Regions from separate parts of the Triticum aestivum genome. Here region 2 is linked to region 1. The links are chromatin contacts, called in public Hi-C maps. All regions are on one chromosome and are shown on one strand. The core of a region is the stretch at or near the end of the contact, and the rest is flanking DNA. Distances in the headings are between cores, read along the strand shown. Region 1 holds the start of LOC123149972 (ubiquitin receptor RAD23d). Region 2 holds the start of LOC123149978 (acylphosphatase).

The links. Hi-C and Micro-C count contacts between places; a contact is called where the count stands out from the background.
Region 2: a Hi-C map of leaf shows a contact between it and region 1, with 7 times the contacts expected there. The contact joins the promoter of LOC123149978 here to the promoter of LOC123149972 in region 1. A contact is called at or near these places in 3 of 5 Hi-C or Micro-C datasets (leaf and an unstated tissue) and 1 of 1 datasets of contacts at active chromatin or transcription factors (leaf).

What each region holds. Positions count from the first base shown.
Region 1 is chr7A:174,156,389-174,159,606 of IWGSC CS RefSeq v2.1, reverse strand. It overlaps LOC123149972 (ubiquitin receptor RAD23d), which reads right to left and starts at 1,546. Exons shown (of 12, transcript XM_044569762.1): 1 at 1,297-1,546; 2 at 691-852. The coding sequence starts at 1,362.
Region 2 is chr7A:174,312,795-174,316,155 of IWGSC CS RefSeq v2.1, reverse strand. LOC123149978 (acylphosphatase) reads left to right here and starts at 1,264. Exons shown (of 1, transcript XM_044569769.1): 1 at 1,264-1,997. The coding sequence starts at 1,347. The coding sequence ends at 1,679. It overlaps LOC123149977 (protein NRT1/ PTR FAMILY 3.1), which reads right to left. Exons shown (of 4, transcript XM_044569768.1): 4 at 2,089-3,355. The coding sequence ends at 2,452.

The DNA of each region.
Region 1 (3,218 bases), core at 297-2,796:
CACGTAGGGGCAATTTAGAATGCGTAACAGAGCATCATCGCATGTCTATGATTATATCACCAACTTCTAATGATTTGATTGAGAAGCGCTTAACAAAAGAACATTAGGAGTGATTGATAAAAGAACATTGAAAGTGCAGAATGGAGACATTACTGAGAGAACATACAAATGTGGAATCCACATGAATGAAACCACTAAGACCAATATATATTGCTTCATCCAATTAGCGGGCTAAAAACTCAAAACACGGCAAATATTAAATACCATGGCTGAATTAAACACGCAAGTGCATTTCAGATGTGTAACAGAGCACATCATCGTATGTCTATGATTACAGCTCAACGTTGGGTGTTGGCTAAACAAAAGGAGGGAAATGGTGGGATCCATATTGGTTTGAGCAGGCATCTCATTTTGATTATCAGACAAACATGAATACTTCGACAAAAAACTTGATGTCTAATAAGGTCCGTCAAATTTCAAAGGATTACAGATCAAGGTAATGAAATATATACTCATTAATGCCATAAGTATTCATTAGATCTTGACTAAAATAAGCTACATTGTCAAGCTTAGTTCCCTGCAACATACAAATATGGCCTAATTTCTATTCAAACAACTCGAGGGTCTGGCAAAAATTCAACAGTTGGAGAACTGACAATGCAAACTAACGGGACAAGAAGCATCAAATACCTTAGACAGCATTATAACAAGGAAGCTGTTCTCTGCAACCTTGTTAGCTTCCAGAGTGGTATCATCCTTGAGAATTTTTCCTTGATATATGATCATCAGCTGATCCGCAGGGTACACATTCTGCCCCTGAGCACTCTCGATGATTCTCTTGACCTCACCCACCTGCGAAACAAACAGATTAGTACTAGTGAAGCACAACATCAAGCATTTGCAGGCCCAAACAATTTGGCTACAACAGATAACAGACTTCCCCAAAAAAATCCCGCACAAGTGACTACTACCGAGCAGTACTCAACACGTTCAATTCAGAGCACCCAGCCGACGTAAAATCACAGGCATCAGCGCCCCAACAACCCCAAGTTGCGACCGATCTACACACCACGCCATCCACCCCCCACACACCAGCAGAGCCGAGCACCGACTAAACCCTAGATTCAGATTTCTTAGAAACGCGACATCGCCCGCACGGGCACCTAATCACAGTACCACGCCGCGCCCCAATAGCACCAGGACGCCCCGAATCAAGCGAATTGCCGGATAATTGCGCCGAATCGCGCGCGATTGGAGAGAGATAGAGACAAGAGGAAGGGGGGAGATGGATCGTACCGAGGACTCGGGGGTCGCCTCGATCTCGAAGCTTGTGCCCTTGAGGGTCTTCACGTTGAGCTTCATCGCGCCTTCTCTTCCACCCTCTCACTCGACTCTCGTCTCTCGCGGTTATCCCTATCTGACTCTCGCTTCGCCTCGAGGGTTTTCGCCTTGACTTCGGACTCGCGAGGGAGGGGAGGACGACGGGGGCGCACGGGGGAAGTGAGTTTATAGGGGTAGCAAAAAAATCTGGAGCCGTAACCAAAAAGATATCCGATCAGATAGAGATAGATGATGGAGGGTGCGGTGTCCGGCTGCTGTCCCTGACACGTGGGGCCTGAGCCAGATTGGCCCGGTTGCCAGTGGGAGGGCCACGGGTGTCGAATCGGGAGGCGGGACAGCGGGGTGCGAGGCGGTGGGCAGTTCGGCTGCTCCGAGGCGGTGTGTGGGCGGATCTGCGTGCGGAAGGTGCTCGCGTGTACACAGAGCGGTTTGGTGTGGATTGAGCGGTGACGTGTGGGGGTCACTCGTATGTTGGGTGGGCGTACCGGATCCGGGGAGATACTTCCTTCACAGGGGGGGAGACGGGCGGATGTGGAGTGCGAAAAGGTGGTTGTTGTGCTGGGTTGGAGAACAAGAAAGAAAATGTTTTTTTATTAAAAAACGAAAAGCTATCTAACAAACGTCAGATGTTTAAGGATTCCCGGCTAACGCGCCAACTGCCATCGGATGGGGCGCACGAATCTTAAAGCAGAGAGCGTTAGCACCCACGCGAACAGGGGGCAGCTTGGCATCCTTTATCTCGGCTGACCCATTTTCCCTCTCCCACACGCCCTATCCTCTCTCTCCTTCACTCATCACTCTCCCAACCAGATCTCGGCGAGCAGCCGCGGGAAGCCATGAATCTGACCTTATCCTCAGAGTGTGTGGTGCGTTGTAGCCTCCTCCTGGCCAATGGGTGGTGCTCCAGCGGCGGCCACCCATGAATCGACAAACGAGCCGCCTCGCGTCGATGAGGGGGGGGGGGCGAGGGCTTTGCACTGGAGGGTTATGCGTCATAAACCTCCTCCTCGCCGGGAGGAGCATGAAGAGTAGAGGGGCGGAACTGCGTCACGCGCGTGAGGTGCACCGCAGGTGAGAGCACCGCCTATCTGCATTATTGTTTTTTCTAGATCAACTATTCTTACCAAATATGTGTTTATCGGATATATAATATTATTTCTTTTACACAATCAAATTAGTGTTGGCAAAAATTCACGCGCAAACCTACAACGGTTGCAAGGTGCATGCAATTATCAAGGGATACAAAATAATGAATACTCCCTTTGTAAAGAAATATAAGATCGTTTATATCAAGCAACGAACATTTTCTCAAAAGAAAATAAGTATTGCTTTAACATCTAGACAAAATTGACGACTTGGGTAACATTGTAATGGGCCAAAATTGGCTGCCAAAATGGACTGAATTGAGTTGGCCACAAATACTTATTGGGTTAAAATGTTTTTGGTAAAGACGGTGGTTCCAAAAGCTTCCCACATGCGGTAAATAGGAGTGGCTTCGCCTGCAGCCGGCCCAGTTCGCGGTAGCGAGTTGTGTGTCGTTCATTGCTTCATTTTGTTGGCTTTTCTGTTGCTTTATGTTTTTTCTGGTTCTTTTAAGGCTTTTCTTCAGCTTTTTTGGTTTCTGGTTTTTCTTTTTTTCTTGTCTCTTTTGTCCTTTCTTTCTTTTATTAATACATGGTGACCAAATTTTACTGCACGGTGAAAACAATTCGTCAATACATGGTGAATATTTTACAAATACACACTAAATGTTTTTATTATATATGATGAAAATTATTTCAAATACACAATGAACATTGTTTCAATGATACCATCAACAATACTTTAGTACAGAGAACATTTTGGTACTATAAGTTACACATCTTGTAGATAAACAT
Region 2 (3,361 bases), core at 15-2,514, 160 kb before region 1:
ACTTGCATATTGAGAAAAACAGATTACTGGAAGCTAGCTATTTAGATATAGAAGACACTAGACAAACGGATTTTCGCTTTTTTTAGCGACAAAACAAAGAATGAAGAAACAAATGCATATATTTACTGGGCATAGCTTTGGGCTAGACCAAGATAAAAAGAACTTCTTCGGCCGAGCAATCAGAGTGCGGTTATATGTTGCTTATATGGGGCTCTTGTGTCTCGTCTCAGGCACTGTCCTCTCGTAGCTATAAATGGGTCGGCCCAAATAGCTTCCTGCATGCAGTTTGTTTTTCTTCTCTTTTTTTCATTTTTCATTTTGTTTGTATTTAAAAAAACATGTATTCCAAAAAAAATACTTAATTTTTTTATAAAATGCTGAATTAAAAAACATGTTAGCGTAGTATAAAAAAGTGTTGATTGGATTAAAACAATTGTGACATATAAAAAATGTTCACATGCTTAAGTATGTGACAGTTTTAAAAAATTCTTTGCAATGTAAAAAATGTTCTTATAATTCAAATAAAATGTTTCAAACCATTGAAAAATGTAGGTTACAGTTAAAAAATATGCATGCGCTTCAAAATATGTTCATACTAGTTTTACGAAATATTCACACAAATGTAAAAATAATGATTGTGCAGTTTAAAAAAATGATTGTATCGTCCAAAAAAAATGGTGTATCTGAAAAATGTTCAGCACATATTAAAAATATTTCATCTGTCTCAAAATGTAAGACATTTTTTTGCAACTAAGATAGATGCAGTATATTCAAAACATGTAGTTCTAAAATTTGTTAATTATGTATTTGAAAAATATTCAACATGTATAAATAAATGCTTCATGTATACTAAAAATGCTACAATGTGTGCTGAAAAAGTATATATGTATTAAAGAAGGAAATGAAAAAAACGGGAATAAAAATGTTATTACATGTCCAAAAATTGTTTGCGTGATAAAAATAATGTTTCCTACCATCCAAAAAATGTACGTGACATTTTTTAAAAATGTTCAGGCATTCCAAAAAATGTTTGTGACATTTGAAGAAAAATTACAATGTAAAAAAATATTTGTTTAGTTTTAAAAATTTGCGATTAAAAATGTTCTTTAGGGTGATCTAAGAGATATCACTTGGTTAGTTTTTTTTGAGACACATCACTTGTTTAGTTGGTTAGCTGCTTCCGATCAAATGTCAAAAATTGCAACCCTTTTCCCAAAGCTTTTGGGCCGAAAGCTACTTCGACTTTAGAGGCCCGACGAACACAAGATTCCTCTGCCCCCCAGTTGTCTCAGCTCTCACGTCTCTATCGCCGCCTGCCGCTGCCTCGCCCCTTCCCCGCCGACGCCATGGCCACCTCCGCCGCCTCGTCGCCTTCCCCCGACCAACCTCCCGCGAACAAGGCGGTCCGCGTGGTGGTCAAGGGCCGGGTCCAGGGCGTGGGCTTCCGCGACTGGACGGCCGAGACGGCGGAGTCCCTCGGCCTCGCCGGCTGGGTCCGCAACAACCGCCGCGACGGCACCGTGGAGGCCCTCCTCTCCGGCGACCCTGCCAAGGTCGACGAGATGGTCACCCGCCGCCTCCCCGTCGGCCCTCCTGCCGCCGCCGTCACCGCCGTCGTCACATCCCCAGCCGACCACATCCACCCCTCCCTCGGCTTCGAGATCAAGCTCACCGTCTGATTCGGTAACCCCGGCGTCCGATCGACCACAGCCAGCGGGTTCTGCACGGCTTGTGGTCAACTGCCGATGGTTAGTACCGCCAACCTAATTCCATATCTGACCTGCAGCATCTGCACTACTGCATTTCTTAGGCAAACTGTTATAAGAGAACTATTGTGGTCAATGTGCACAACAATGGCTTTATTCAACCAGTCCACATGATGGCAATTAGGATTAAAGGTCATGTCCAAGAATGTTGCTATGTATGGTATCTCGGTATAGTTCTTGAATAATATGGCACTGCTGAGTTGTGATTTAAGAGCTATGGTGCCAAGATGAGATTGTTTCTGTCATTGACAAATTCGTCACATGAATTTGCCATCAAACACTAGCAAATAACCGCTATCAGCTATGAACATGACGAGCAGAGTTACACATTCGTAGAAACCTGATATTAGCTCAACTTGCTAGTGAACTAGATACATTTCTCTGTTTCTGATCTCCATACAAACCTTGAATGACACATACATTCAGCTCCTTCTTCTAGCTAGCTAGGCCAGTGCCTGCATATAGCCATGTACTGATATACATCGCACTAAATTGCATAGTGTTACTCACTCAACTTGGCAACTTGCTAGTGAACTAGATACATTTGTCTGTTCCTGATCTCCATACAAACCCTGAATGACATATACATTCACCTCCATCTTCACAGATCTGTCTGCCTAGCTAGTTAGGCCAGTAACCTGCATATACTGATATACATCACACTACATTGCATAGTGTTACTCGCTCAAACCTTCTGTTGCAGCTCCACCATGGACTTGTCCTCCCCCTCCTCTTCCTCGTGGTGTTGCACGGGCTTGTACGTGTATTGTCTAGCACATATCAGATAGTACACCAGGTTCATGACCTGCAGCAGCGTCACGACCCAGTAGAAGTAGTCCAACTTGCCGCGGTTGATGTTGTCCGGGAGCCAGTTGGATCCGTCGGGACCGGCACTCCACCGGTGAACGATGGTGATCAGCAGTGTGCTCACATAGCTGCCCAGCGAGATGGACAGCCAGAAGAGCGCCGTTGCCGTGCTGCGCATGCTCTCCGGAGCCTGGTCGTACATGAACTCCAGGTGCCCCACGGAGTTGAAAGCCTCAGCCACCCCATGAAGCGCGTACTGCGGCACCAGCCAGTACACGGACAGTGGGGCCGTCCCAGCGTCGGTGGTTCCCCCGGCCGCAGCGGCCTCCCTGCGGTGGCGCTCGACGAAGCCCGCGACGAGAGAGGCCGCCACGGAGATGGTGAACCCGACGCCCATGCGGTGGAGGAAGGAGATGCCACGGTCCAGGCCCGTGCGGCGGCGGGCCAGCGGGACGAGCGCGCGGTCGTAGACGAAGAGGGTGACGAGCATGGCGAGCATGGTGAAGACGGTCATGGAGCCTGCGGGGATCTTGAAGGACGAGTGCGGAGCGATGCGGCGGTCCATGGTACTTGCCTGCTGCAGGGAGAAGGTGTGCTGCTGCGACGATGCTGTGATAACCAGGATGCCCGCCGCCCAGATCGGGCCCATGCGCACCACCGACTTGAGCTCCTCCACGCGGTGCACCGTGCTCAGCCGCCACAGGTTCAGCGGTTGCTTGCTGGAAGAGGCGTCCGTCCTGGGCAGGTCGCCGTCGGTGATATTGGCGGCGCGATCAAAGAAGCTGCAG